3 separate regions of the Mus musculus genome follow, and all the other regions are linked to region 3. The links are chromatin contacts, called in public Hi-C and HiChIP or PLAC-seq maps. All regions are on one chromosome and are shown on one strand. The core of a region is the stretch at or near the end of the contact, and the rest is flanking DNA. Distances in the headings are between cores, read along the strand shown. Region 1 has its middle 40 kb from the start of Gm15322. Region 2 has its middle 18 kb from the start of Gm15322. Region 3 overlaps Gm41060 (a long non-coding RNA gene).

Evidence for each region. A called contact is a pair of places that touch in the nucleus more often than the background predicts. HiChIP or PLAC-seq counts read pairs in DNA pulled down with a chosen protein or histone mark.
Region 1: a Hi-C map of bone marrow-derived macrophages shows a contact between it and region 3, with 23 read pairs. The contact joins two enhancer-like sites. A contact is called at or near these places in 10 of 39 promoter capture datasets (the 3T3-L1 cell line, 3T3-L1-derived adipocytes, the HPC-7 cell line and 6 more), 12 of 484 Hi-C or Micro-C datasets (the Patski cell line, bone marrow-derived macrophages, cumulus cells and 8 more), 12 of 115 datasets of contacts at active chromatin or transcription factors (CD8 T cells, astrocytes, bone marrow-derived macrophages and 7 more) and 3 of 9 other capture datasets (adipose tissue, embryonic stem cells and embryonic tail).
Region 2: an H3K4me3 HiChIP or PLAC-seq map of bone marrow-derived macrophages shows a contact between it and region 3, with 5 times the contacts expected there. The contact joins two enhancer-like sites. A contact is called at or near these places in 11 of 39 promoter capture datasets (the 3T3-L1 cell line, 3T3-L1-derived adipocytes, the C10 cell line and 8 more), 16 of 484 Hi-C or Micro-C datasets (B cells, CD4 T cells, the CH12 cell line and 11 more), 15 of 115 datasets of contacts at active chromatin or transcription factors (CD8 T cells, the HPC-7 cell line, astrocytes and 10 more) and 2 of 9 other capture datasets (adipose tissue and liver).

Annotation. Positions count from the first base shown.
Region 1 is chr13:111,953,109-111,957,579 of GRCm38.p6, reverse strand. No RefSeq gene overlaps it. Among named protein-coding and RNA genes, the nearest start is that of Gm15322, 40 kb to the left of the region's middle. RefSeq lists an enhancer at 2,009-4,471. Within about 2 kb of position 2,864, at least 39 of the 459 cell types and tissues checked have an H3K27ac peak or open chromatin away from gene starts, as enhancers often do. A contact at or near this core is called in bone marrow-derived macrophages, where this site is marked.
Region 2 is chr13:111,974,436-111,979,528 of GRCm38.p6, reverse strand. No RefSeq gene overlaps it. Among named protein-coding and RNA genes, the nearest start is that of Gm15322, 18 kb to the left of the region's middle. Within about 2 kb of position 1,613, at least 92 of the 459 cell types and tissues checked have an H3K27ac peak or open chromatin away from gene starts, as enhancers often do. A contact at or near this core is called in bone marrow-derived macrophages, where this site is marked.
Region 3 is chr13:111,822,180-111,826,613 of GRCm38.p6, reverse strand. The region is part of intron 1 of Gm41060 (a long non-coding RNA gene); the gene reads right to left. Among named protein-coding and RNA genes, the nearest start is that of Gm41060, 4.6 kb to the right of the region's middle. Within about 2 kb of position 2,228, at least 3 of the 459 cell types and tissues checked have an H3K27ac peak or open chromatin away from gene starts, as enhancers often do. A contact at or near this core is called in bone marrow-derived macrophages, where this site is marked.

The DNA.
Region 1 (4,471 bases), core at 1,615-4,114, 130 kb before region 3:
AAAGAAAGAAAGAAAGAAAGAAAGAAAGAAAGAAAGAAAGAAAGAAAGAAAGAAAGAAAGAAGAGAAAAAGGGGACCTCTGACCTCTGAACACTGAGTATAGGAACTCTGCACTAATATGACAAGAGAAGATGCAAAATAAGTGTAGGAACTGAGAATGGTACATTTTCTTTCAGAGACTAAAAACAAAAATAAACAAAGCAAGCCCCAGGGATCGGGGCCAAAGCTGCCTCACCCAGGGCTAAAGGAACCTGGGTGGGGCTAACTGGAGATAACAGTTCGGTCTGGCTTCCAAGACTAGGGTTACAGTCCATGGCTTTTTCCAGTCCCCTGTTGAACATACGTATAAAACAATGGCCAATCACTAATGGCTACCTTTCCCTTAAGTAAAACTACAAGCAGTAAAAGAACAACCTCCTCAAAAATAAACCAATGGGAAATGTTTCCAGCAGGTGACTAAATTTGCAAGCATGTCCTAGATCAAAGATCACAGAGGACTCTTACTATCTATCGTTGCTTGGTTTGTAGACAGGAAAACATTAGGGTTTCCCAGTTACACATTCTTACTTGCTAGTCAAGGATGGATATATATATATTCAGAATTTCTTGATAACATGTGAGACCAAGAATGTGATTCCCATTCTTGTGTTAATGGGGAATGAGAATAGTTGGTTTATAGGAGCTCTTAAGTAAACATGTTAATGGTTAAATGGGGATTTTGCCCATTATGTTAAAAAAAAAAAAACTGCATGGGATGCTAAAACTGGTGTAAACATTGGGAAGACGCTTGCCCTATCAAAACTTGTGGTCTAGGAAATGTCACCTGAACTTAACGCTATAATAGCAATAAATCGGAGAATTTCTGTATGTGAAATACTACGTTGTGCTGGCTGGTGTATGTAAACGTGACACAAGCCAGAGACATTTTAGAAGAGAGACTATGTCCCCCACCAGCTTGTCCTTTGAACAGGCTGAATAAGCCATGAGGAGCAAGCCAGTAAGCAGCATCCCCCCATGGCCTCTGCATCAGCTCCTGCTTCTAAGTTCCTGGCTTGTTTGAGTTCCTGCCCTGACTTATCTCAGTGATGATCATGGGAACGGAAGCTGAAATATATATATTATCCTTTGCCTTTTGGTAATGGTGTTTTACGACAACAATGGTAACCCCCAACTAAGGTAAACCTGCGCCTTATTTGACTTAATCAAGAACCCAATGAGATGGACTACAATATTTCTCTGTTCACTGAAACTCAAACAATAAAATGATGAGCCTAAACTCACTTGGCCAAAAGACTCTCACTTCATCTACCAAAGCACCTCTTCCTTTTAGCAGCATGGGCCCACTCCCATCCCCCCGCAGACATGGTCTTAACAAGACTCACATAGCTGGTGTACACAGCTACTATGTGCTGTCATTGAGCCTAGGGGAGAAATCTGCTCTCCTGGCCACGTCACACAAGTCACACCAGCGTCCTTCATAGCATCTTCCAGCTGGGACTAAATAGAGAAAGCACCTTCTTCCAGGCCATCTGGTGAAGGGAGACTGGGCAGCACGACCTTTGAAGTTCCTAATACATGTGGCTTCAGCCTCTTGGACTATCAGGACTTAAGAACATAAGCCTATTACAGAGAAACAACCAGAAAAAAGAGATAAGACATTCCCCCATGACATCAAAGGCCATTTTTCCCTTCGGTGGAGGTCTGGGAGCTGTCTAACAACCAGCTCACCGGGGAGAGTTCTGATGGGACTCTGAGGTGCTCATTTTCTCTAGGTAAGAAGAACACGAATCAGCACAGGCTGGAGACACAACTGACTTCCTTGAAAAAAATCAAGAGCTTTCAAGAACAGAATTGATATTTTCTCAGTTTTGGCTGCGACTCAACTGTAAATGCACAAATTAAAGCTAGTTACCAGGAACACCTCTTTTATTGCTATTGTCACACAGACATGTAATACATTTTGATTATATCCCACCCCACCCCCCTACTATCCTCACTTGGCCACCAACATCCCCTTTCTGATCCCCTAAACGTCTCCTGTCATCAGACTTTTAAAATAAATTAGATGAGCTTTTGCTATGCAGCCCACGCTGGTCTGGAATTTGCAATCCTCCTGCCTCACCATCCCAAGTGCTAGCGCTCCAGGCTTGAGACACCATGCTCAGCTGTAGACATAAAGTTTTAACTCAGATTTTCCCACACTTTCTCCATCATTTTCCTAAATCTAGATTCCAGACAAGCCATACACGAATAAATAGGTCAAACCCTGATTTGTAACATTTGTCAGTTTCAAACACAGGAAAGCTTCCAACATGGCCAACATCAAATGTCCATCATGACAGCAACGTCCCTAAGGAGAAATAAACAATGTTGCTCCATGCCACAGTGCTTCCATAAAACATACAGGGAAGATATAAATCATCTGAAATGCAGAGAAGAGCAAAACACAGGAAAATCAGGAGGAATTGGTGACATTTCGAGGTTTGTTGCCTTTGTGCCTAACATAATTTTTGCTCGTTTTTTTTTTTTTAGTTTTAATCAATGCACTATTTAGCAGCTGAAATTCCCACCTCTGTAAGCCAATCTTCTAACCTACTTCATTTCATTTAAATACAAAGCAAAAACTGCACCTCCCACCGTGTAAAAACAGAATGCTTGGTTATGGAAAACCTAGCCACACTGTGCAATGGTCCCTTTAAAAGTCTTCCCTTGAAGAATGTTTAATCAGCTGAGCAGAGGCTCTTTACCCCTGCAGGAGTTAGGAGGATGTTAGCAGTTCACTGCCACAGGCTCCCAGGAGCCTAGCATCGTTTTGTGAAACCACACAGGGTGGAGCCGGGCCTTCTTCTCCCAGGAGAGGAAATGACCAAAAGAATACCACGTGTGGCATTCCCATAGCAGCAGAAGGGAGGCTGGAACTCCCAGAGCAAAGGGAGGCACAGGAGACCACGCCCTGGAAACTTGCCTTTTCCATGGTCGGTCGGAAAGGACCCACAGTTTGTTCTGTGAGGTTTGAAGCATCAGGAATGGTAAACAGAACAGTATTATTCTCTTATTCTCTCACCCAAGTCTTTGTTTCTTTCCGCTGGTGTCTGGAAAACCTGCTTAAAGAGTTATTCCAAGTGTTTTTGTCAAGTCTCTAATCTGTCTTCAAAAATAGCCCGGAAGAGGAAACAGGCTATTTACCCCAGAGAGCAGGGTGGAAATGGCCAGGAAAAGTCTCTCCATAGCACCTAGCTGAAAGCCACAAGTGAAGAACGGGAGGTCTGAGACAGAAGCCAGCCAGTGCTGCTAGTCTGCAGCTTTCTGCTTATCCTGTAGTTTCAAAATGGGGACAGGGGGGTCAGCTGAAATCTGCTGTTGTGTGACAGTGGGGGTGGGGGAGGAAGAGGAGGTAGGAGGGGGAGAGGGGGTGCTATGGATGGTGGGGAAGGGCCTATAGGACTGAAATTGCCGAACAGCAGGGAAATCAACTCTGTAATTCATAGCAAATCCTGTTTAATGTGCATTCTCTCAGAGGGGGCTGAGCGGGACCCGTCAGCCATACATCCAAAGTTGATTAAAACCCTGACGTTTCTCATAATTGGACCTCATTAATAAATTCCTCAGGGTTCCAGGAGGCTGTGAGGAAGTAAAGCAAAGAGGTAGGGAAATGAGAGCAACAGGAGATTGCAAGGTCCCAGATGCGGAGTTAATCCCACTCAATCAGACTGGACAGAAACTTTATGTTCACAACGACCTGCTGCTCGTCAGCCTTCTTCCCCTCCTCAGCAGGGCAGGCTTTTCTTCAGGCACTACGCCCTGAGCTTTAAAACCCCATATTCACCATGCTAACAAGTTAGGAACTGATTCTCCTCACTGGACACTCTCATGGTTTCTCAGCTTGAACTGAATTGTTATGTGTGAACTTGACTCGGTTAAGGGATGCCCAGAGAGTTGACAAAAGGTTGTTTCTCACTATGTCTAGAGAAGGCAAGTGTTTTATGAGATGGACTAGAGAAGATGCTCTCACCTCTGCAGGCTAACATTATCAAGCGTAGCATGTAGATAGGTATATACGGCCCTTGATGGCTAGTTAGAGCAAAAAAGGAAAGAATTCACTTCCTCTGTTGGAGCTGTCCTACCTGCTGTCTCCTTCCTTCTGTCCTTCCTCTGGTTTGGACTGACACTACACCACGAGCTGTCCTGTTTCTCTAGCTTAAGTGTGGTAGTCCATGGAACTCTGTAGCTTCCAGAATCTCTAGAGCCAAATTGCATGGTATATCTGCTTCAGTAGATCTCTGCATTCTGTTTCTCAGATAACACAATCGCAAACCTTGCCTGGAGACACTGACTTAACTTGTTGTTGTCCTAAATCATTCCTCATTAACAAAGGATTAACATCTTTTGTAGCAAGCTTGCTCGGTTTGTATTGTACCATTTCTTCTTCCTCCAACAGAAGTGAGCCTAAACTGCAAAACACCCACGGCTGA
Region 2 (5,093 bases), core at 364-2,863, 150 kb before region 3:
AATGCTTTCAGAGAAATCCGAGGGAACCCCACCCCTCTGCAGTGGGCAAGCTGCTTCCTGTAGAAGTAGAGAGGATCCTGCTTGCTCCGGTGAAAAGGGCTCTTCAGCACAGAAATGCCTTCTCTTTCTCGAGAAGTCTGCTTTCCCCTCAGCCTCTAATTACCACAAAGGCCTCTTTTGGCGTCTTCTCCATGAAGGCAGATAAAACAAAGCAATGTGTAAAAATCCAAAATCTGAGTGCTTTTAAGGTGAGAATGAAGCCAAGCCTGGCAGGCACCTGACAGACTAAACCGGAAGAGCCCGCTCCTCCATAAACTCAGTTTCCCCTCGGAGGTGATGGCTGAAGGGCAGGTAAGTCAGATGGGCCTGAAACTGCAGCAGCTGGCTCTCTTTAATAATGCCCGTCTCAGTGCTCGGCATGGCTATTTTGCGGCGTGCTGTGGAGTGAACAGGAAAGCTTCCAAGAGAGGTTTAATTGTTTACATTCAATGAAAGGAAAAGTCGGACTAGAAGTGCTCAGATATAATCTCGCTCTGATTAAAATGGTTCTATTGTGTTATGACCCATAACCCTGTTAGAAAGGTGAATCCAGGACTTTGCCCAGCCATGGGCACCCCTTTTATACAAGGGAGCTATACATGCAGGCATGGACGGACAGACACGCCTGGTGGCTCGCAGCCATCCTGGCTGCAAGAAGGGTTTATTTTCCTTTAGGAGTCCACAGCTGATCAGTGTTCTGCTGCCTGGGCTGTTTCATAACTTTCCGTGTAATTAAGCAGTTGGCATGACCTTCCATAGCAAGATAATAACAGGAGTTAGCCAAGGCAGGGCTTGTGCACAAGAACCCTTTGGGCTGCTCAAGCATTCAAATAGATGCAAAGCCAGCTTCCTAATCCAAAACCCAGTGGCACCTGGCTCCCTAGCATGTGAGCACACATACACACGATCATGCACACACACACGGCAAGCAATCATGGCACTATTTCCCATAACTCAGTAACCGCAGGGTCCAATTCAAAGATGGAGGGAAAGTACCCTGTGCACCATGTCTTACGGCTGAGCCTGGAGGTGTGCGTCAAGGTCACTCATTTTGAAACGGCAAATCTCTACAGATCGCCAGAAACAAGCTGGTTTTGAAAGAAATACGTCTGACTTTAAAAGAAAGCACATTAGCCACTGAGCACCAAATGGGTTTTAGTAAATGTATTTAAAAAAAAAAAAAAAGTCGGGCCTTCTTGGAAGGTGAAATCTGAATTGTGTTTCCTGCACAGCACAGAAAGCAAGCAGTGGGTGGGAGAGAGGGTAGCCTACAAAGATGGCCGCTGCCACCCATGCTGTTCCTTTCTGGGCTGCATATGCTGTCTCTGCATTGAGGAAGGAGCATTTGAGTCTCTCCTTGGATCTGAACCGTACGCTTAACTGGACAACGACGATGACAGGAGTGTGTCTGTGACTTCTGAGCCGCCTTCTTAGCTGCACACGGTCCGGCGGGTCCCTTTGAAACTCTGCCTGGCGGAGTGCTTCTGCCGGGACCTTGTCTCTCTGCTGGGTGAGACTCGAAGTTCAGTAAAACCACAGCAGCTTGCAGTGAGCAGCCGGAAGCAGCTGCAGGCGGGCGGGCGGTGACGGAAGCCTTCCCAGCGAGTGCGCACCCTCATTAATAACAGCCTGCAACTGCGTACGGATGCTGAGCAAGAGCTACCCATCCAAACCCAGACAACGCTGCAAACAAGACTGTGGAGATGAGGAGCATGTGTGGGGCTAACAAGCACAGTCTTTGGTCATCTTTTTGTCATAGATTTATAAGAGCCACCTGTCAATGAGGGACAGTAACTCTTTACTGGATGTTTTAAATATATTTTGTTCATTTTAAGAATTTACACATATAGAATACACACATACATACACACATATATATACACATATATATATACATATACACACACATATATAATATACATGTATATACATATACACAAATGTATGTATGTGTGATAATCTATATGCATATGTATACACCTATATAGCTATATAGATATATATACCTATAAATCTATGTATCTATATACCTATGAATCTATATATCTATATACCTATGAATTTATGTACCTATATGTCCATATCTATAGCTTTATCATCTATATCTATATCTATATCTATATCACTAAGCTTGATTTGCACATGCTACCTATATTCTCTTGTTACAGGGTCACCCACCAGAGCACAGCGACCACACTTTTAAAGAAAACTGACTCTTCATTTCTCAGAAACCATAACTTGATAGTTCCTCAGTTAGAGGCAGGGAATCATAAGCCCCGCCCTCTCTCCAAGCTAGAATGCTGACTGGCTTGATCTTGCACAGGTCTTGTACAGTTTGCTGGACATTTTCACACATTTTTCCTCTTGTTGCCACTTTGCCTCTCCTCTGCCATTCAGTTTTTTTGTTTGTTGTGGTGTAGTCAGTAGTTTCCATTATTTGATTCTATGGTTTCTCTTTTACAATATTTATTTCAAAGACCTACTTCATGCCAAGTCTATACCCATTTATTTGACCATAAGTGTTTGAACTTTACAAATACTCATTATTGGGCACCTCTTTTGTGTCAGGTACTCTCTTGCTAGATAAATAGTGGATACGATAGACTAGGACCAAGCTTTCAATGAGCTATAAAGCATGGTCGTAGAGACATCATTCTCATTAATGAAAAATCTGTATGAAATCCTAATAGCCACCAACAGCTGGACCACATACAATGCTGCAAACAGTGAAAACGAGTGAGTGTTCTGTATTTTATCTATCAATCAAGCTACCTACCACCAGTGGGGAATGAATTTGAACCCAGACCTCCTATTAGGAATGAATGATGGGAAAAGGTATTACACTGCTGTGGAAGGAAGCCCACAGTGGAGTGATCATGGGCTGCTGCAGAAGTCAAGCACCCTGAAGGAGCTGTTGTTTAAGTACTGGCAGTTGTATAATTATAATTTTGCTTTATGTTGAAATCATTGACCTATCAGGAGTTAAAATGAGCTCAACAGCAGTGTTCCTAGTTGTAAAGACAACATGAGTGCGAGCTGCTGATACTTCGTGTCAAGATGTCTATGTGCCTGTGTGTCTGTCTCGAGGCCCTGGAATCTGTTTTAAAATTCTCTCTGTGCTCCCTACAATTATTTCAGCTTTATATTTGAGCCAGGATGAATGCTGTGCTTTAACAAATACTCTTACCAAATCGTTTCTCTTGATGTACGCTGGGCTTCTCCAACCAATTCCCTGAGCCCACATTTGAACTAAGATTCACTTGTTCCAGCTAATCTCACCCTTCGTTTTCTAGTAATGCATGCTTATTTTGTCAATATCTGTAGTAAAATATTATTGTAGCCATATTTATTATACTTTTTAGTCTAACTTTTAAAAATGTTTATTATTTTTAAATCATGCATACTAAGCATGCCCTATCTCAAGAATTGCAGAACGACATCCCTGCATCCCTCCACTGCTCTGACTCCTGCAGAGGGCCTTACATGAGCCTTTTTGATCTGTCACTTTCATGCCTGCAGAAGACATCCACTAAGCATTCTCTTGTTTTTAAAAGCACAATGTTAAGTGGTCCTTATTCTCCAGACATGCCATTTCCTTTGTCTTGTCTCTAACATCTTTTTCAAGTTTGAGTCATTCAGTATGTTTTTTTCTCTGTGCTTCCAATCTATGGTCATATCAGTTTGAATGCACCTTGGGTCTTTGGCTCGGTAATTTCCTTTTCTGGTTCTAGATCATTCACCATTCATGTGTGTGCACATAGAGATGTTCAGATGTGTGTGGATAGATAGATAGCTGGAGTGAGAGACGAAATACAGAACCCTCACTCATGGTCACTGTTTGCAGTAGTGTGTGTGCACACAGTAGTGTGTGTGCACACAGTAGTGTGTGTGCCCTTGACCTTTTCGGATCCAGCTGTTGATAGCTATTAGGATTACATATAGATTTTCACTCACGAGAGTAATGTTTCTATGAACATGTTTTTTGAATGATTTTTTAATAGAACTTTCTCTGGGATACATAGGAGAAAAATTTCTAGGCCATATTGTATGCATACATTCAGTCTTACTAGTTGATGCCAGATTGTTTTGCACAGTGATCGAACCATTCCTCAAGGCAATTTTTGACCTTCCACTGCTCCATATTACTCTCAATAATTGATATTTGCTACCTTTTAATTTTTTATTCGTCTGATCTATATATAGATGTCATTGTAGGTTTTTTGTTTTAAGTTTATCCAGACTAGATTTCAATTATTCTCATGGGTCTTGTATCTGTTTCCTCTTCTGGAAAATGACTGTTCACAACAGTGGGCCAGTTGTATTTGTGGATTGAAATTTATGAAGATGAGAGAAGAAATTAAGTAATGGCAAACTGTTCTACTATTGAGCATACCCTGTCCCTCTCTCTCTCTCTCTCTCTCTTTCTCTCTCTCTCTCTCTCCCTCCTCTCTCTCTCTCTCTCTCTCTCTCTCTCTCTCTCTCTCTCTCTCTCTCTCTCTCCATTGCATCCTTTCTTTTCTTATGATCTTTGTTAACTTCACCAAGAGTTGTCCTGACGTAAGTTTTTATTTACTAAGTGTTCTCAGGCCATAGCTTCTGTAATGCATTAAGGGTATGCATAGTATCTTTCTTTCTTAAATGAAATAAGATGCTGTACTCTAGCAAAGAAAGGAGTTGACAAAGGAAAGTCTATGCAAGCATGCACAGAAGAGCAGCCAAAGTGCATTCTTAGGATCGGAATTAAACAGGAGGAAATTTCAGAACCTACGGGCCCTGTCTGTATGTCAGTGGTCCGATAATCCTCCCACTACAGCCAATACCATAGCTTCTGCTCTGGGAATGAATCCCAGCAGTTCTATGTGCAGCCACCATGTCCGCTTTACAAGTAGTGAATCTAAGATTCAGTGGGTGTTGGGTAGAGCTGTATAAAAGTGTCAGGTGACCGGAGAGTCTGACAGACAGACAGACCAGAGCCCTTCTGCATCTGTGTATTTTTAAAAGCCTACATGGAGAGGTCAGTACAAGGCCACGCCTGCCCCTTGAGAGTGGGGGAT
Region 3 (4,434 bases), core at 979-3,478:
TTCTCTATTATTAGACTATACGAACGCTCTGTGCTCTACATACAAGTTCTTTATTGGGGTTTCTTTTCTTTCCAGATGGCATCCTTGGAAACACAGGCTTTTAGATTTATAGTGCAGTCCAGCTTACTATTTTTTTCCTTTATTGCCGGTGTTTTTTGGTGTCATATCTAAGAAATCATCACCACATCTAATCAAGTTGTAGCCCTGCTGTGTCTTCTTCTGGGGGTTGTTTGTTTTTTCTCTTATGCTTAGGTCTTTGATCCACTGGAGTCAATTTCTGTCGCTGCAGCCAGAGGTCTGGCTTCATTTTTTTTTTTTTTTTTTTTTTGCATGTTACTATCCAGTTATTCTAGAATCGTTTATAAAAAAATAATGTCTCTCTCCATTTAATTTTCTAAAGGATCCTTGTTAAAAGTGACTTAATTCTAATGTGAAGCTTGGTTTCTAGAGTCTCTGTCCCTTCCACAGATCTATTTGCTGTATTTATATACCACACTGTCTTGATTACTGTCACTCAGGAGTTGGATTTGATATCAAGAAGTGTGAGTCTTCCAACTTTCTTTTTCATGACTGTTTGATGCATATGTGTGTGTCTGTGTGTGTATGTATGTGTGTGTCTGTGTGTGTGTATGTATGTGTGTGTATGTGTGTGTGTCTGTGTGTGTGTGTCTGTGTGTGTATGTATGTGTGTGTGTGTGTGTGTATGTGTCTGTGTGTGTGTCTGTGTGTGTGTCTGTGTGTGTGTCTGTGTGTATGTCTGTGTCTGTGTGTATGTGTGTATATGTATGTATGTTTATGTGTGTCTGTGTGTGTGTGTGTATGTATGTGTGTGTATGTATGTGTGTGTGTATGTGTGTGTGTGTGTGTATGTGTGTGTGTTCTTTCTAACCTATTTCATTTTATAGGTATCCTTTTTACAGTTGACTCCACAAGCAAAGCCCTTCATTTTGGTTCTCCATGAGCGGTGTCTTTTCTTCCTTTTGGAGATGCCCTGGCTGCATCCTGCTGGAACTGCCTTAATCAGCAAGGTGCCCCTTTCTGGAACTGTCTGAGTCAACCTGGTGAACAAAAGGCTCTCTGTAATGGTTGTGGATTGTTCCTTCTTCCTCAAATATGTTCCTGGGCCAGGTTTCTCTTCGTAGTATTGTTGTTTTAAACTCTTGAGACCTTTAAGATAATTATTCTATCTATGATTATTCCAGTTGATTGTTCAAGCTTGAACTGAGTGCATTCCTTAGTAACAGCCTCTTTGGAATATTTTCCATGTGTGTATACAAAGTATACGTAATGAGACAAGCATAATTTATAGTGATATAGGCATATACATACAGTTTTAGACAGTTATGGGGCCTATGGAGCCCATACATACATAGATATATATTTTTACTTGTAAACTTCTATATGTAACTTCTTCTCTAATTGATTAAATGTAAAGTCAGTTTCAGTCCCCCCCATAGAGTAAAATTTTAATACAAAAACAAAAAACAAACAAACAGAAGAACCTGTCCCTCCTCAGGCATTAAGGTAGTATCTATGTCAGTTTTTTGTGTCCCAAAGGACACAAGTCCCTCAGTACCATCACACTGGCATTTAAGGAACTCTGAGACTAGCAACATTTAGTTAAAATTCTATCAAGTCTTCACAGGTAGCGAGGAAGGCATCCTGGCATGAGAAACTTGTTATTTTTCCAAACGTGTAAGCCATCCCATATGTGGCGCACGCCTTTAATCCCAGCACTCGGGAGGCAGAGGAAGGTGGGTTTCTGAGTTCGAGGCCAGCCTGGTCTACAGAGTGAGTTCCAGGACAGCCAGGGCTATACAGAGAAACCCTGTCTCGAAAAAAGGAAGAAAGAGAGAGAGAGAGAGAGAGAGAGAGAGAGAGAGAGAGAGAGAGAGAGAGAGAGAGAGAGAGAGAGGAAAGGGAAGAGAAAGAGAAAGAAAGAAGAAATGGTTCTTAAAAAACAAAACAAAACAAAAAAAACCGAACCAAACCAAAACAAACAAACAAAAAAGAAGGGCTTTCCCATAAGTTAACAGTAAACAAGAAAAAATGATTTAAAAAAATAGGCAGTATACTGTTTATGTGGGCAGCAAGCCTGGTTTTAAATCGCTTCTCAACACTGTGAGGCTGTGAGAAGGCAACTCCGGGAAGGTAGTAGGTCAGAGCTTGGATGCTGAATATCCTCAAAGGCCCACACATCCTGGTCCCTCCCTCCTCTTTTGCTTCCTGGTCACGAGGCCTGCAGTTTCCTCTGCCCAGCTTTCTTCCCCTACCTCTGGCTGCCATCAGGCACACTTCCCCAAGTGCGAAAGCAATGTGTCCCCACAGCAAACCTTTCCTCTTTAAAAGCTAATTAGGACATGTATTGTTTTAAACAGCCAATGGAAAGCTGACCAAAGAAACTTGTTTGTTAGCAAGCAGAAGTGGATTTAGGGACCAACATGAGCAGGTTCCAAGGGTTCCTGATGGCAGGTTCATCGATAAGCCCCAACTACAGAGCACTCATGGGCTTCAACTATGGACAAGGGAAGGCAACTGAGAACGAAAACTCAGTGCCTGCATCGGCAGAAGAGATCCCGAGAGGGCTCAAATCTCAATCCAGTCCACAGGGTAAATAGAATCTCCTCAAGAAAATAAATGAGATCCTATTACCCACCGCATACAGTGAATGGATACCTATAGATTAGTGGTTCTCAACCTGTGGGTCTCCATCCTTTTGTCGTCAAACAACCCTTTGACAGAGTCACCTAAAACCATCAGAAAACACAGATATTTACATTACAGTTCCTAACAGTAGCAAATCCACAGCTTTGAAGTAGCAAGAAAAATAATTTTCTTGTTGGGGGTCCCCACAACCTGAGGATCTGTGTTAAAGGGACAGCAGCATCAGGAAGGAGAGAACCTCTGCCACAGACTCTGCTTTGCAAATGACAAATGATGGGGCTGTCATTTCTATGACCTACTGAGTCCCTATTGTTATTTTAACTCTACTGGATGAAGAGCCTCTAGTCCCATCTATCTGGGGATAATAGCAGATACTCTGTAAATAGTCTAGGGCAAATGGATGCCTTTGTAGACAATGCAGACTTTAATACTGATAGCCAAAGAGTAAAAAGAAATACCAATCTTTTGTTTCTAAAGTGATATCGCAAGAGCCTGTAGATACGACTTCATTGAGGAGTGTAATGGCTCAGACCTTGTAGTGTCTTTCATGTCTCATTAAATCTCTGTGTATTTCAAGCATTCACTCCTCTCATTAACCCTATAGGCAGGTGCTATCAGAACCTTTCAGCTGTATATTTCATACACAAGGAAGTCAGTGTACAGACCAGTTGAGTAATCTGCTCGTGGTTGGCAGAAGACAAAAGTGGGACATGGATACTTAGGGCAGATTTTCAAGCACAGTGAAGTTGGCTTATCACTGTTTCGAGTAAAACCAGACTTGGGTTGGACTAGTTGGTCCTTCAGGTCATTTGGTTAAGTGACTATTTTATGATATTATTTCTGTCTCAGTGACATGCATATAAGGGAGGGATTAAAAGCCAATGTCCAGAGCTGTAGTGTAAAGTCTCTTTACTCCACCATATGGACTGGAGCCTGTCTCTACTTGGAGCCCAATGCCGGGGGCTATGTTCCCATTTTGACTTAAGTTACATTTTAATTAATAAGAAGAAATGAATTGGTAATGGCTTTTACCCATGGCCTTCGCACGTGTGACAGGTCACCCAGGAAAAGAAACACTGTTTTGAATTCACTTTGTTCCTTCACCGTTGAGTTTTGAATGCTTCCGTTCTTCCCTCTCCAATAGACTTGCATGAGTCCTACTGGATGCTAACAGCAGAGTGTAGCACTGAACATGAAGAATAAGTAAGGTGCCCTCTATTCTCAGGAGTGGACAACCTCCAGGATTACATCCTTTGCAGTTGAAGCTGTTCATGTTCGTTAGCCTAAAACTGGGTATCGAGGGCTTTAGAAAGCAAAGAGTTTCTTGGCATCTTTGCTCCATTCCTTTCTTCCTTAAACATGTGAACCTCTTTAGAGGAAGGAAGGGTTAAATTTCTGAAACTGATTTGCTAAAAAGATGAATGTGGATTATTCAGTTTGCAAAGAAAGGAAAATATATGAATGCAAGTATCACACCAGAACACCAGGGCTGTAACGTCTGCCCTTGTGGACTGGAGAAAGCCAGTGCATTGAGTGCAAGCCTCTGTTGACCTCCATGTGAGGGCATGATGCTCAGGGCAGAGAAGATGGACAGGGTTAGTCAGTATCATTCAAAGACAATCTGCTGCTTTGGGCACTGACTGAATTACTAACCCAGCAAACTGCTGGCAAATTTTACGTGGCTGCTCAAAATAGGTCTGGTAAGGCCTGAGAGATTACTACACCGTGACTGCACAAAAGCTGCGTGGTACTGTGCAGGCACTTGATAAG